3 separate regions of the Zea mays genome follow, and all the other regions are linked to region 1. Evidence: chromatin contacts called from public Hi-C data. All regions are on one chromosome and are shown on one strand. The core of a region is the stretch at or near the end of the contact, and the rest is flanking DNA. Distances in the headings are between cores, read along the strand shown. Region 1 holds the start of LOC100193327. Region 2 holds the start of LOC100282309. Region 3 holds the start of LOC103653403 (Protein SUPPRESSOR OF MAX2 1).

Region 1 (4,836 bases), core at 2,074-4,573:
ATGCTGATAGCAAAAATAAAAAAGGAAGTAGTTACTTTGAGAGGTTTAATTTGGAAGTATAGAGGCCTTTGAAAGAAAAGGGTGTCCTGCTACATCAAAGATCTTATTTCACAAAAAGTTTCTTTTATATTGGGATCCAGGAAATCTGAGGTGGCGTCTAATGTGGCTGATGTGTGACGAACATATTACAAATAAACTTGATCCTATAAAGGAGTACCTCTGGTTATGGACTCCATCTAGAGGGAGATCTGGTGGGTTTCTAATTGGTGCTAACTGTTTTTTATTTGCCCTGTTGCTAGATTGATATGGAGTTATGTGGACAAATGTATTATTACCAGTTTTATCCCAAGTAACTTGGACCAATGTTGGGCGTGGCTTGCTAAATCTATGCCAAAAGCTAAAGGGGTTTGAGCAAAAAGGAAATGCAAGACTTGTTGCAGGAAGGCGCCAAAAAATGTTGGTGAGGGCTGCTAATGTGAGAAGGAATAATCAGAATATGGGTTATGAAGATGGTGAATCTGGGGACGTTCATGCACAAGATGATGCTGAAGGATCACTTTGAAGAGATCGCTTTGAAGTTTATTAGCTGTCTGTCTTGAATCCTGAAAGGATGTTCGTTGAACTTTGTTCCTGCATGTACTAAAGCTCCTGTGGTAATTCTGGTTGTATTGTTTTGGGAAATCTAGGTCCTAGATGCCGTAGCTTTTCCTATTGGTAGTCCTGAATCAGGCCTCTATGTGGTCAATCTCTTATTGTCTGCCTTTGTCTGTCTGCTACATGTGAACTATGTGTATTTCAGTTACGCTTGTAATAGAAATGGGGATATCCTCTGGTCAAAAAAAATAGTTGGTGGTGCCAACAAGTTTGCATGCCAAAACACGCTTGCCAAGACTGATGAATTAATAAGTGATTCAAATAATGATGTACACAGACATAGTCAGGGGTGGAGGGCCCAGTAAAAGATTAGGATAGCCACCCCACCCTTGCGCGCGACCGAGCAGCGGCCCCAGTTTCCCACCCCTGCGCGCGAGCGCGACGGCGCGAGGCCACGAGCAGCCGCAGCCAGCAGAGGCAGAGCCGATGCCTGCCTCCCTGCCTGCCTCCGAGCGACCGAGCCCAGGCAGCCAGGCCCCAGGGGCTGACCGAGCGTCCGAGCCGCCGCTGGCCGCTGCGCCGTGCGCGCCTGCGCCTACGCGCGAGCAGCCGCTGGGCGCTGGCCACTGCAAGCTGCCAAGCTGCCTCCGAGCCAGGCAGCCAGCGCGGTCGCGCCGCCCCACGGCTCCTGACAGCACACAGCACTACAGCAGTGACCAGTAAGGGTGATTATTTGATTAGAAACAAAACAACATGCCTAATCCAATAGATTTTTCAATGTGCAGATTTTTCCAATTTCCAAATAGCAGACATGGATAGAAACAAAAACAAGGCAAAGAATATGGCCCAAAAAAGTATCTCTCTTTATTATGTGAACACTCCATGTCGTAATGTCTTCTAATTATCTAATATGCTATATGCTTCATAAAATGACAGATTTGAAGAGCTATTTCAGTCAAGCTTCTAGTGGAAGTAGACCAACACTCGCGCTAGTGGAGTTTGCAATGAACCCGAAATACAAGTTGGAGTTCAAGAGAATAATAGTGAAGTTGCACTTGTTCTAGAAGAGAATGGACATATTCCAGATGCCAATGGCAAAGATGTTAATGCTCAAGCCGAAGGTATAAATCAGTTGAACCCGAATCACATTATTTCTGATCCGGGACTTCGTATTCCAATCGATTCTTTTGCTCCTAATATTAGAGATGATTATAGCTAAAGGTCCGACTCAACCAATTGGTCATAATTTTCCTCAGTCACATGACAAAAGGAGCTTTCAAAAACATTGGTTCAGACAACATAGTTGGTTGGAATATAGTGTGGAGAAGAATAAGGCTTATTGCTTCTATTGTTACCTTTTAAGCATGATCGAATGGATGATAAATTTTGCCATGATGCATTTACAAAAGTTGGCTTCTCACAATAGAGAAATGTTTATACGGCATTTCCAAAACATGTTGGTGGGTCTAATAGCATACACAATACTGCAGCAACAGCATTCCATGATTTTTGTAACCAAAGGTCAAGTGTTAGTCATAAGGTTTCAAATTATAGTAAAGATGCATTGGTCAAATATGAGACACGGTTGGAAACTTCATTAAGTATTGTTAATCTCTTGCATTGCAAGCTGAATCATTCCGGGGACATGGTGAGACTAGTACTTCCTTAAACAAAGGGATTTTTTTAGAATTTATTGATTGGTACAAACAAAGGAATAGGTGAGAAGAGCTTTTGATGAGTTGTGTCCCAACTCCCAAAAATGCCAAGATGACTTCGGGGACGATTCAAAAAGAACTTGCAAATTGTTGTGCAGAAGAAATCACACGTGCAATTAAAGAAGAAATGGGGGATTGTTTATTCTCTATTCTTGTTGATGAATCCTGTGATATATCGGTTAAAGAACAAATGGCTATTGTTGTGAGATTTGTCAATAAAAAGGGTGAAGTAATAGAAAGATTTTTGGGCATCAAGAATGTGAAGGACACAACATCAAAATCATTGAAGAAAGCATTAGTTGAGATGTTATGTGATCATGTGTCATAAATTTTTATTCGTCGTTGGGTTAGCAACACCTAGATTTTCTGGCGTCCTCCGCCACTGAACATAGTTATTCATTATAGACATACAGCCTACGCAACTTAAGATTAAATAAACAATCATAAAATATCAACAGAAACAAGTTGATTCACAAAAAACCGCAGGTGCCCTAGCTCTGGAAGTGCCACAATATCCCAATTGGATCAACAATCAGTAAAGATGACAGAGCCAGACGAAACAAGAGGAACTTATCCTGTAAAATTACACCATCCGAGGGAAGGTAACCACCACCGCCTCAATCATCATGCCAAAACCTAGGCACAGAGATTTGACTACGAGAAAACACCACCAACGCCAACAGCGTGGAGCGCCCCAGTTCCACCAGCACAGTCGATTCACCTGCCTCCGCGACACTAGATCGAAAGTAGACACGCAGGCTAGACAACAAGGACCAAGCGGCCAGGCGCCGTCGAGAGGTCGTCATCGCAGAGAAAGAGAGTGGGGCCGGCAAGGAAGACTTGCCTGATCCAAGCGGTGTCGGACGGAGACTAAAAGGGTCGAGGCAGAGCTGCCGCGCGGCGGGGACGATCCCGCAAGGCGGCTCGGCCAAGGACTAGGGTTCGAAGGTCGACCTCGTGTGTGCGTCCCGCCGGCTGATGGCGTCGGCAGGATGTATTGGGGTGGGAGTTGGAGGGATCAGGGATGAGAAGGGGAATTTCTGACAGAACTATGGAAGGCTGCGGCCGTGGCCGCGGCGGTTTGGATTAGGATTGCTGACGAGGAGAGAGGGTCCGTTGTCTGGCTTCCTTTAGACTGTCTTCAACCGTTCCCCTAAATTTCTCCCTCTATATCCCACTCACGTGCCACGTCAGCGTTCTCTTTCCCCTTATATTTCCACCCTATACAGCGGTTCCCCCTAAATCCTTCCTCTATACCACACTATAATCATAAAATATCATTTTTCATACCTATTCACCATCTATTATTATTTTTTTCCAACTAAAAAACACTGTCGCACACGTAAACCAAGGGCAGGGGGGTCAGAGCCGCACCCCCACACTTGCTGTATTCCTGTAGCGTACACTATAACTGTAGCGTGTAGAGGGGGCATCGTTGTAGGGATTTCAACCCCCTAAACGGCTAAGGGGTAGGGGAGGGGGAGCTCGGCGGGAAACGTTGAAAGCAGTCTTAGACTGTCTTCAACGGTGAACGCCTCCCTCCCCCCTCTCATTCTGTAGCGGCAACAGGATCCCCCTATACACTGCATCGGTTCCCCCTTCAATGCCCTCAATACCACAGCAGGCTTCTCTCTCCCTCTCCGTCAAGCGTGACGCTAAATCGTCCTCCCACCTCGCTGTTGTCGCCGAGTGCACTGCCATGGACGTCATCGTCCCGCTCCATAGGTTGCCGCGCCACCGAGCAGAGAACCAGTAGTTGAGTTAGCTGTAGCGCAATGTATATTTTAGTAGCATGGTGGGATTTAGAGAGATGGTATAGAGGAAACCATTGCAGAAGGTGAATATATAGGAGGAGAGAGGGTGATGATGTGGCATGGAAATAGGATATAGGGGGAAAATTTAGGGGAAACCGCTGAAGACAGTCTTAACAAGTCACCTTCTCAAATCCTTCTTTCTATTCATATTTAAAAATATTTCTCCTCCAATACTCTTGCACATATTTCACCTCCTCTCCAACAATTTCTCTTATTCAACTATCATTTACTCTTGGTGAGTTAGTTGACTTTTTCACAGCATTTTTTAGAGTTTTAGAAATACCACAATATTTATAGTACCATAATACATATTGTTATGATGTAATTAAACTTAAAATCTATTTAGGAGACACAGGCTACCTCGCCCACGCAAAAGGTGTGCTAGGGGCCTAGGGGGCACTGTTGGAGTCCACCAGTCACTATTCATACATGACTACGCGGGGGAGTGAGCGTGGAAAGGCGCTGATGGAGAGCGTCTCATGCGTCAAGATCGTGTCTTCGTTTGGACTCTTTTGGTTTCAAGCCTCAAAATTAAGGGGGTGTATGCCTAAAGTTAGTCCATGTCACATCAGATATTTCAATACCAATTACTAGTATTAAATATAGATTAATTATAAAACTATACACAGATAAAGCGATAAAGGGCGTGACGAGTCCCCACGCACTGGATACCCAAAGTAGGCCTATTACTTGTGGTGACCCATCTGGGTAAG
Region 2 (4,610 bases), core at 64-2,563, 520 kb after region 1:
CCGGGGGCTCCGGACCTGTATGTATATAGGGGCCCGGTGACCCTCAGTGGGGGTCCGGTCTTACTGAGGCATGGTGCCTATCCTCGCCACGTGGCGCCCTTTGGCCCGCCCATCCGGTGGAGTTAGGCGCGGTCCTCCGCGCGGCCAGGAGACGTCGCATGGGTGCGACGCCTTTATGCTGTAGGAGAGGGTACCCCTGATTTAGGGTACCGACATAGCCGAAAACACTTACTTGTTATCTGATAACATTAAAAATATCTTCTAACATTTTGTGATACAAAGTCATCGCTTATATTATTGAGATCAATCTCATCCAACAACTTTTTTTCGATATATAGAATCGACAAGCCATTTAACCTCTATTGAGTTATTGTTAACCATAAATAGTTCACAAAAATATTTCAATTTTAAAAAGCTTCTCTCTGCCGATGCAACCATCACGTGTATAGTAAAAATACTCTCTCTATATCAAAATAGAATTTGTTTTGCTTCTTTAGTGGATTCATCATTATATAGTTGAATATAAACATAAAAATCAAGAGCTAAAACAAATACTATTTTGAAACGGCGCATTATATATAATTGATGTAGTAGTGTAGTGGTATAGGAGAGTATGCGCGAGAGAGATGTTGCGAGTTCGAATCTCACCATTCACAAAACATGTAAATTTGAAATTCATTTAGTGCCTAAGTAATTGAGACATTAGTTTAACAATCTAAACGAAATTGGTCGATAGCGTATCGCTCTTTACATATTTGTGTTTAGAATAGATATGTTTAACAGGAAAAAGTGCTAGCGTCCAGTGACTAAGAAGGGACCCTCTATTTTTGGGGGCCCGGTGCGGCCGCACCCTCCGCACCCCTCCGGTATGACCCTGGGCGTGGTTGTGGAGGGCGCGTGCGGGAGTGTCACAGCGGGCGACGTGGAGAGGAGAAACCCGATGGAGACGTGCGGTTAGTTAGGTTTAGCATGAGAGGTGAGGCCATTCATAAGACTGCAGATTCGATTTCAAAGAAGTACAAGGTGTTTTAATATAGTACATAGATAGATAACATATTAGAAATAGAGAAGAGATAGAGATAGAGATAGAGATAAAGATTTATTAAACATTATATCAATCTTTTATTTGTTTAAAACGAATTTTATTTTAGTACAGATGTGTACTGTTTATGTAGCAGATTTTGAATAAAATAAAAGATTACGAATTTCAACCCATATGGGCCCGTTTAACGGCGGCACGACAAGCAAGCGGTCACGTGAGAGCTGATTTTTCTCGCAGCGGGTAGCGGTAGCCCTGTCCCTGACCTGATCCTGACCCGTGCGGGCGTGCGGCTCCTCGCGGACAGCTCCAGACTCCAGAGCCGCCTCTTCGCCCTCTCGCCATCGGCAGGCTACGGTGGCTGCTTCCCCGAGCCTGCAGGTGCTGGCTACTATCTCCGATGTTCCCTTCCACCTCCTCTGGCTTCTACCTCAGCCGTCCCCCTTCCTCTTCCTCGTAGCTCTTCGCGTTCCTGTGGATCTGACATTTTCCTCGTGAATCCACGGCTCAGATCGGGTGGTAGATCTGGTTGGCCTAGTCGCTGTCGGATGCAGTTGCCGAGCTAGGTCGCGGCTGCGCGGCGGCGGTCGGGGTCTTGCGTCGCCAGATCTGGATAGGAAAACGCCGCGCACAAGCTGAGCTAAATTCTGTTCGATTCGAGTTCTTATAGGGGTTCTTGTGGCTGCGTGTTTTGAATTTTTTCCCACTGGTTCTGGGGTGCCGAGAAAGGGAATCGTGGCTGACTCTTGTTGCCGTCGTCGAGCCAGATCTGGTCATGCTGCTACCGTGGATGTCTTATTGCTTGATCTCCTTTGTTTTTTAATTCCTTCGGTTCAAGAATAGCATCATTACCATGAGCATACATACCAGAGAAACGGAGACAGATTCGGAAATTTTCATTTATTGCTAGCTTGTAGTTTTGGGGTCCTATAATATTTTTCTTGGTTCTCTTAATTAATTGAGCTAGTAAATCAACAAATCTGCCACTACAGCCGTCACGGGCAAACATAAAAAAACTGAACAACACCAAATTGAGGCGCCTAGTCCACAAACCTGAACTGCTGAACTTAAATGTCTGGAAGCCACAGTTTCTGATTTCTGATGGTTTGTTTTTATGCTCATTTACTCTTTCTTTCTTCCAGGTAGACCACCTTGTGTTGATTCCTCGAGTCTTCACCTGGTGCTTCCGTTTGCAGCTTCATTTTTAACTAAGGTACTTAGATCACATATTCACATCACTGCCAAGTATTATGGTATATAGGCTCCTCTGTCATATGTGGGTCTAGGCTAGGAAGTTTCCTGTTTGAAAATCTAACCTACTGGGGAGATGTCCAACAATCCCAAGAAACCCCACATTCTATGAAACGCTATGTTTACTTGTTGATATAGGCTTCAAAAGCTAGCTTCTCCTTGAACTCGATCATTACTTGGTTGATGTTTTGCATTGGTAAACACTAAACACTTGAGGTGGGGTCACCGGATCATGTATGTTCTGGCATATCATCATTTATTATTTAGTCTCGTTTTGCATTTCATTAGTCAGTGGATGCTTCAGGAGTACGGTGTATAATTAAACCATCATTTTTAAATAATTTATGGTTTGGTGCATGTGAGTATTACCATTGTTGTTAAGGTGTTCTTAAAGCGTCGCTTAGGCGATAAGGCGTGCAGCAGCGGCAAGGCGTCGCTCTCGCCTTAGAACAGAGACTAAGGCATCCGCCTTGACCAGTACAGCGTCGTCATGGCGCCTTGAAGCTTGCTAAGGCGTCACTTTGGAGACGCCTTGAAGGTCTGCAGCGTTGCTGACTTGCCCGTTAGTCTCCTGGCGGATCTGCACCGGCAGTGGTGTTGGTCTCCTGGCGGCTCTGCACCGGCCCCTCCCCTCCGTGAGCTCTCCAGGCAAGATAGAGGGAGGAGGGAAGAGGAGAGGGGGCACATACCCATAGCAGATTTGGCTGCAGCGAGCTGAGTGCTGGCGGCGGCAGTGAGATGAGTGTTGGCGGCTAGGGAGGGAAGGAGAAAAGAGGCTGGAGGTGTGGCAGTTTGGGAGTGTGGGCTATGTGGCTGAAGGGTAACCTAATTTTGATGGGCTATGTGGGCTGTTGGGCTGCCTGAGCTAATTGGACTCCTATTTGCTACTATAATAGTATTATGAGACTATATTCCTATATAGCGAAAGGGCCTCTAGCCTAGTGGTTAAGGACTTCTGAGTAGCACCTCCAAGTCTTGGGTTCGATTCCCCTCGGGAGCGAATTTTCAGGCTTGGTTAAAAAATCCCCTCGTTGTGCCCATCCGCTCTCGGGTTACGATGTCCTGTGCGCCACCCTCCGGTTGGGCCGTTGCAGAGTGGACAGTTGACGCCGGCCCGTTAGTGATGGGGGGCCAGGGTTCGGGGATTTTCTCGGCTGGGACCATTGTTTCGGTCTCTTCTTAATATAATACCGGGAGGGCGGTCTTTCCCTCCCCGGCCGAGTTTTTTTTGACTATATTCCTATATATATATTCTATTTTTATTGTATTTTTTATATATTACTAAGGCGTCGCCTTGCCTTACGCCTTATCGCTTAAAAGGTAAAAAGGGGTCGGTCGCCTTACCTCGCCTTACCGCTTTAACAACTATGGTAATTACAATGGAATTTGCTATATACACTAGTTCTGCTTGTATTTCTGCTTTGTGTTCTACAGTTACATTTTGTCAACTTCATAATGTGTGCCATCACTGCAGTTCCTCATATGAAGGTTTTTGGAACCACCCAACTAATTTTGCTATAATAATATGAATAGCTTGGTAAAACTAAACATGAAGTATTGGGCAGCTACACTTTGTTTCAGGTTATTAATGTATAATAATTACAAGCTGAAGATGGATTCTTATCATGCTTTATTTTCTATCTTGCCTCGTTTGATCTTTGAGCTGCCAATTTCTGTTACCTTTTATTACAATAGTGTATCTTTTCTTGTCACATTGCTTAAGTGTGTATACCGGTTAAAAGGCAAAAGATTTTATTTTGCTTCCTTCCTGATTTTCATCGACTGATAAGCTCTAATGTTGTTAAGATGTGTTTATATTTGGATTAATTGTGAAGTTACTTTTCTTCCTATGACAAGTATTTATATTGCAGTCTGTAATTTATTGGCTGTTTATCTGAGTGACACTACACTCTCTGTTTTTTCTTATTAGATGTCACAAGCCAAGGAAGTGAGGTTAGTATCCCTGCATGGTAGACTTGTTATAATTCTCTTATTCTCTCACTCGGACCAAATTCTCATAATCTGGTGTGTTCTGGGTTTTGAAATATTGCTTTTAGGTACACTGCACGGTCTATTACACCTCCTGCTGATAGAAATGGCACTTCAAGGTCGCCTCCTCCAAAGAGACGCAGCCCTTCAAGGTCACCTCCACCAAAGAGTGCTTCACGGTCCCCACGTCCAAGGAGTCCAAAGAGACGCAGCACTTCAAGGTCTCCTCCTAGGAGACGTGGTAGATCAAGGTCAAGGGATAGGAGTCGGTCCAGGCAAGTATATCACTTGTAATTGATAGTTTAATAGTTTACCAAATATTATTGGTTCC
Region 3 (4,909 bases), core at 174-2,673, 540 kb before region 1:
GCGGCTGTACCGACGGCCCAGACCTTACGGCTTCCGAACGGCCCCAGCAGCCGCGCCATCTCCGACACCACCGCCTTGCCCCCCTCTGACGCTGCTGCCGCCGGCCCGTCCACCAGCCACTTGAGATCGCCAAGATCAAGGACCACGGCGCCGTGGTCAGCGAGGATCCTCTGGACCATCGCGCCCAGGTCCCCGATCCTCGCCGCCATGGCGGCCTTGTCGCCGGCGAGCTTGGCGAGGTCCGCCTCGAGCGGCAAGACCTTCGCTCCGGCGAGAGCATGGGAGTCAGACGTCGGGATCCTGCGTACCGCCTCCCTCAGCACCGCATCTGGCCCGGCGTCGCCGACCAGCACCGGGTTGCGGCGCGCCGGCTTGAGCATGACGTCGAGCACCTTGCGTACGTCGTCCCTGCCGCCGCCAACGCCTGCGGCGGCAGCGAGGCGAGGGTTGATGTAGGCGTTGGTTGGGCCGACTCGCGGGAACGGAGAGGGGGACGGGGCCACAGGCGTAGTCGCGGCGACAGTCGGGGTGGACACGACGGCGGCGGCGGAGGGCGACGGGAGCGACTGCTCGATGGTGGTCTTGACGGCTGCGGACGAGAAGGAGGCCTCGCGCATGACGCGGCTGACTGACGGGTCATCGAGGATGGAGAGGACGAGCTGCTCGAGCTCGACCTTGACGGCGAGCAGCGGCTGCTGCGCGGCCTCGGGGCACCCCCGGCGCTGCTGCGCCTGCGCGCGCTTGAGCGCCGCAACGAGCGCGTTCGACACGGGCGGCCCCGACGCATGCGCCGCTGCCGAGGCCGCGGCCGCGGCCGGCAGCCTGTCGAGGGCGACGGAGAAGCAGAGCTCGAGGGCGCGGCACTGCAGCGGGTGAGCGCCGCCGGCGCCACCAGCGGCGCCAGGTCCAGCACCGGTGGCGGCCGCGCGAGCGCACGCCTGGCGCAGCAGACCGGCCGGCGCGGCGAGCAGCGCGGCGGCGACGTGGAGCGGCGTGGTCTGGCCGTGCCTCCTCCGCGCGGCCTCGTCGATGGCCCGCGCCAGCGCCGCCGCCGCCTCCGGCGTGAGCGTCTGCTGGATGGTGCTGAGATCCGCCCTCATCGCTGCCGCCCGCCGCTCATCAATCGATCGGAGAGCGCACCGAAAAGGAATCCCCTTTTGGCTGGGTGACCAGGTAGTAGTTGTTGCTCGGCGCCGCCCTGGAAGTCGGAGGACGTCGGCGCCTCCGAGGGTGGAAAAAGGAGAGGCTTGGAGGGGAGCGGAGGGGGTAGTATCGAGAGAGAGAGAGAGAGAGAGAGAGAGAAGGAGGGAGTCCGGTGAGAGCAGAGAAGGCGAGAACTGAAGTAGTAGTAGGCTAGTAGCAGAGGAGGGGCGAGAAAGGGAGGCGAATAGAATCTTCGTCTCCTACAACATCTTCCCGACGTCGCATTTTACCACGACACCATCTTGTTTTTACCCACGCGATCCATGGAAGGAGGCGAACAGATTTTTTTTTCCTTGTTTTTTTTCTGTTATTATAAATAAATTGTGTACTCATCCGGCGCGAATTAGTATTTGCATTAGCTCTTAGGCTAGCCGCAGTGAATGACTAGAACCGGAACGCTATGCGGATAGAGTTAACGTGAGTGCTGCAGCCGTGTACTGGGACCGGTACGCTAAGGCAAGCAAGCAAACCGGAAACCTTAAATGTAGAGTTGCAGCAACGTCTACTGCATACGTCTGCTCCGTGCACCAGGAGAGAGGCGGGGCCGGAGGCAGCAAAGGTTGTGGGACCCGAGGCGGGGCACCAGGAGAGAGAAATAATAGAATATATGGTATAGAGTAAACATGAGTGCGGAGGATTGTGATATAGAGTAAAGAATTTTGCTGACCAGGACAGAATATTCTTTTTAGGGTAGAAATTTAGAGTAGTATGAGTGCGGATAGCCTTAGAGCCTATAGTTAGGAACTCTTTGGAAGGGTTTCACTTTAAAAAGTTTAGGTATACTTTAGTTTTTTCTATCTAAATAGGTCTAAAGTTCTAGCTTTTAAAAAATAAACTAGAGACCATCTTCAAAAAAATTACGAAGCTCCTCAAAGGAAGTTTCAAAAACACTATATTCAGAGGCGAATTTAGAGGGTTGTCGGATCAGCCGACCCCGAATCTTTACTACTAATTAAGTATGTACTGTAGGCGTCCACTGGTGCACATTCTGCCGGCTCCCGCCTCGCCCGCGGATCCCCACCCTCCTCCCCAACGCCCGTGAATCCCTCACCCTCCTCCCCACCGCCGCCGCTCGACCACGGTTTCGTCGCACTCCTTCCTTCGAGCGCTCCTCGCATCCCGCTCGCCCGCCGCGCTCGATTCCTCCTTCCTTCGATGGCGCTCCTCGCATCCCGCCCGCCCACCGCGCTCGGCCGGCTCACCAACCTCCGCGCGCTTTCGCTCTGCTCCAACCGCGTCCTCGGGACCATCCCCAACAACGTGCTCCAGCTGCCGGGCCTCAAGGCGTTGTTCCTGCAGCACAACCTGCTGTCCGGCCCCATCCCGCCGGGAATCCAGAGGCTCGGCGGCCTCGAGCGCCTGGTCCTCTCCTACTTGTCGGGTCCCATCCCCTTCACGCTCAACAGCCTCACCGCGCTACGCGTGCTCAGGCTCGACGGCAACCGCCTCTCCGGGAGCATTCCCAGCATCAGCATCGCGGGTCTCGGCTCCTTCGATGTCTCCGACAACAACCTCAACGGCCCCATCCCCAAATCGCTCTCGCACTTCCCACGGGAATCCTTCGTCGGGAACCTCCAGCTCTGCGGGGACCCGCTTCCGCCCTGCAGCAGCCCGTTCTTTCCCCCAGCGCCGTCGCCCGGCGGGCCCGGCCCCGCGCCGGGCTCATCCAAGAAGCAGAAGCTCTCCGGGGCCGCAATCGCGGGTATCGTCGTGGGTGCCGTAGTGGTGGGGCTCCTCCTCCTCATCGCCACCGTGCTCTGCGTGGTGTCCAAACGTCGTGGCGCCGACGCCCGCGACATCCGCGGCGGCCAGGGGGCAGCCCCCGCCGGCGTCCGGCGTGGGCAGCGTCTTGACGTCCTCGTCCAAGGAGGACCTCGGAGGAGACGCATTCGGGTCGGCCGCGGCAGTCGCAGCGGCGGCCGCCGCCGCCGCGGGGGAGCAGAGCCGACTGGTGTTCGTTGGGAAGGGCGCCGGGTACAGCTTCAACCTGGAGGACCTGCTGCGCCCGTCGGCGGAGGTGCTGGGCAAAGGCAGCGTGGGGACGTCGTACAAGGCAGTGCTGGAGGAAGGCACGACGGTGGTGGTGAAGCGACTCAAGGACGTGGCGGTGCAGCGGCGCGAGTTCGACGCGCACATGGAGGCGCTCGGCAGGGTGGAGCACCAGAACGTGCTCCCCATCCGCGCCTACTACTTCTCCAAGGACGAGAAGCTCCTCGTCTACGACTACCTCCCCAACGGCAGCCTCTCTGCCATGCTCCACGGTCAGTGTCCAACCTCTTTTCATCCTCGCGCTTACTGGAGATCTTGTCTGTGTGTTACTGTGGACCGGAATCAGGGATTGAAAATCTTACTATATGTGCAGTATTGATTTCTGGTGGAGGCATTGCTCATGGCATAATATTTGACATCATGCAAGAAAGATGCAAATACAAAATACGAGATGCTACAACTATATCCTACCGCCTTTGAAATATTTTGTGGCCTCGAAAACATTCCCCATGATCTAACTGTGGGTCTATAAACATCTTCATCTTCTTCTGTCTCAATAACAGTTGAAGGGGGTTCTATCCCAGCCTTGTCAGCTTCATTTGGTATAGTAGTCGATTGAGATGCTTCCCCTAACTCCCCGTTGTCTACCGGTTGGATTTCAGTTCGGCGAGGAGACTTGTCGAATTTGCTCGGGTCTCCAAATATTATGTCCACCTCAGGAAAATTGTCATCTCGTAAAGGCTCAAAAGCTGGAGCTAGCCCAGGTGGTAGACCTTTAGAACATTTTTTCTCAAAGAAGTCGAGACCCAAAAAATCAGCCTCATCAAACTCGTACCCTCCTCTCTTGCCAAATGAGACTTCTTCACTTGTGGCATCCAAATGGTCAGCTTTTTATTAGTGAAAATTGTATTTATTTAGTTCATCTGCAGTTATGTTTTCTGACATCATGCATAATATTTGAGGAAACGCCAGTCTATCCTGATGGGCGGGTTTGTATCTCTATTCTTCATCCACCCGGTGAAGATCCAAACGGTTATGAGCTCGCAAGTGAGCGATGGACACCTGTGCACACAGTATGGCTTCGTATACTTTGTTTACATACCTTTTTCCCCATTTTTATCTTCTGTTCTCCATTATGAAGCCATTATTATATTACCAAATTTACTGGGATGTATCATCCAAACAACATTCAGAAGTTCACTGGTAGATCTGTAATGGTGAAGTTGCAGGGGTTGCCTCCCCATTTATTCTGATGATTATCTTGTTCTAATGATTATCGTAATCACCTCTTATTCTGATGATTATTTTGTGTTTGATTGCCTAGTAAATTCTCAAGTCGTCTGTGCAGTTTTTGTTTTGTTTACAAGAATGTCCCTTGATCTCATGATATGGTGACTTGTGAAGACTTTGGATAATCAAAATGTTTGAGGATTAGGCTTTGGTCAATTTGATTGTGCCTTCCTGAGACAATCGGTGCTGCCCTCTTTTGGCATAGGTTTCTGGACCTTTGCAGTCCTAAAAAAATTCAACCTAGCAGTAATGCAGTATATATTCTAGCAGTTGTACCACAACAATTTATCCATGGATCATAAGCAACTGCACTAATCAAACTGAGACCAAGTCACCAAGAACGATATTGTCTGGTAGCTATTGAGACTAAGGATGATATTAATTGGTAGCTGATGAAGATATACCATAAACTTATGGGTTCAATGAA

Evidence for each region. Hi-C and Micro-C count contacts between places; a contact is called where the count stands out from the background.
Region 2: a contact with region 1 is called in a Hi-C map of ear, with 3 times the contacts expected there. The contact joins the promoter of LOC100282309 here to the promoter of LOC100193327 in region 1. A contact is called at or near these places in 3 of 25 Hi-C or Micro-C datasets (ear, endosperm and leaf).
Region 3: a contact with region 1 is called in a Hi-C map of leaf, with 6 times the contacts expected there. The contact joins the promoter of LOC103653403 here to the promoter of LOC100193327 in region 1. A contact is called at or near these places in 3 of 25 Hi-C or Micro-C datasets (leaf and tassel).

What each region holds. Positions count from the first base shown.
Region 1 is chr4:75,502,411-75,507,246 of Zm-B73-REFERENCE-NAM-5.0, forward strand. LOC100193327 reads right to left here and starts at 3,324. Exons shown (of 8, transcript NM_001138464.1): 1 at 3,154-3,324; 2 at 982-1,298.
Region 2 is chr4:76,026,563-76,031,172 of Zm-B73-REFERENCE-NAM-5.0, forward strand. It overlaps LOC100282309, which reads left to right and starts at 1,314. Exons shown (of 8, transcript NM_001155221.2): 1 at 1,314-1,420; 2 at 2,182-2,252; 3 at 4,221-4,243; 4 at 4,348-4,554. The coding sequence starts at 4,221.
Region 3 is chr4:74,966,231-74,971,139 of Zm-B73-REFERENCE-NAM-5.0, forward strand. LOC103653403 (Protein SUPPRESSOR OF MAX2 1) reads right to left here and starts at 1,424. Exons shown (of 3, transcript XM_008680320.4): 1 at 1-1,424. The coding sequence starts at 1,100. It also overlaps the pseudogene LOC103655348.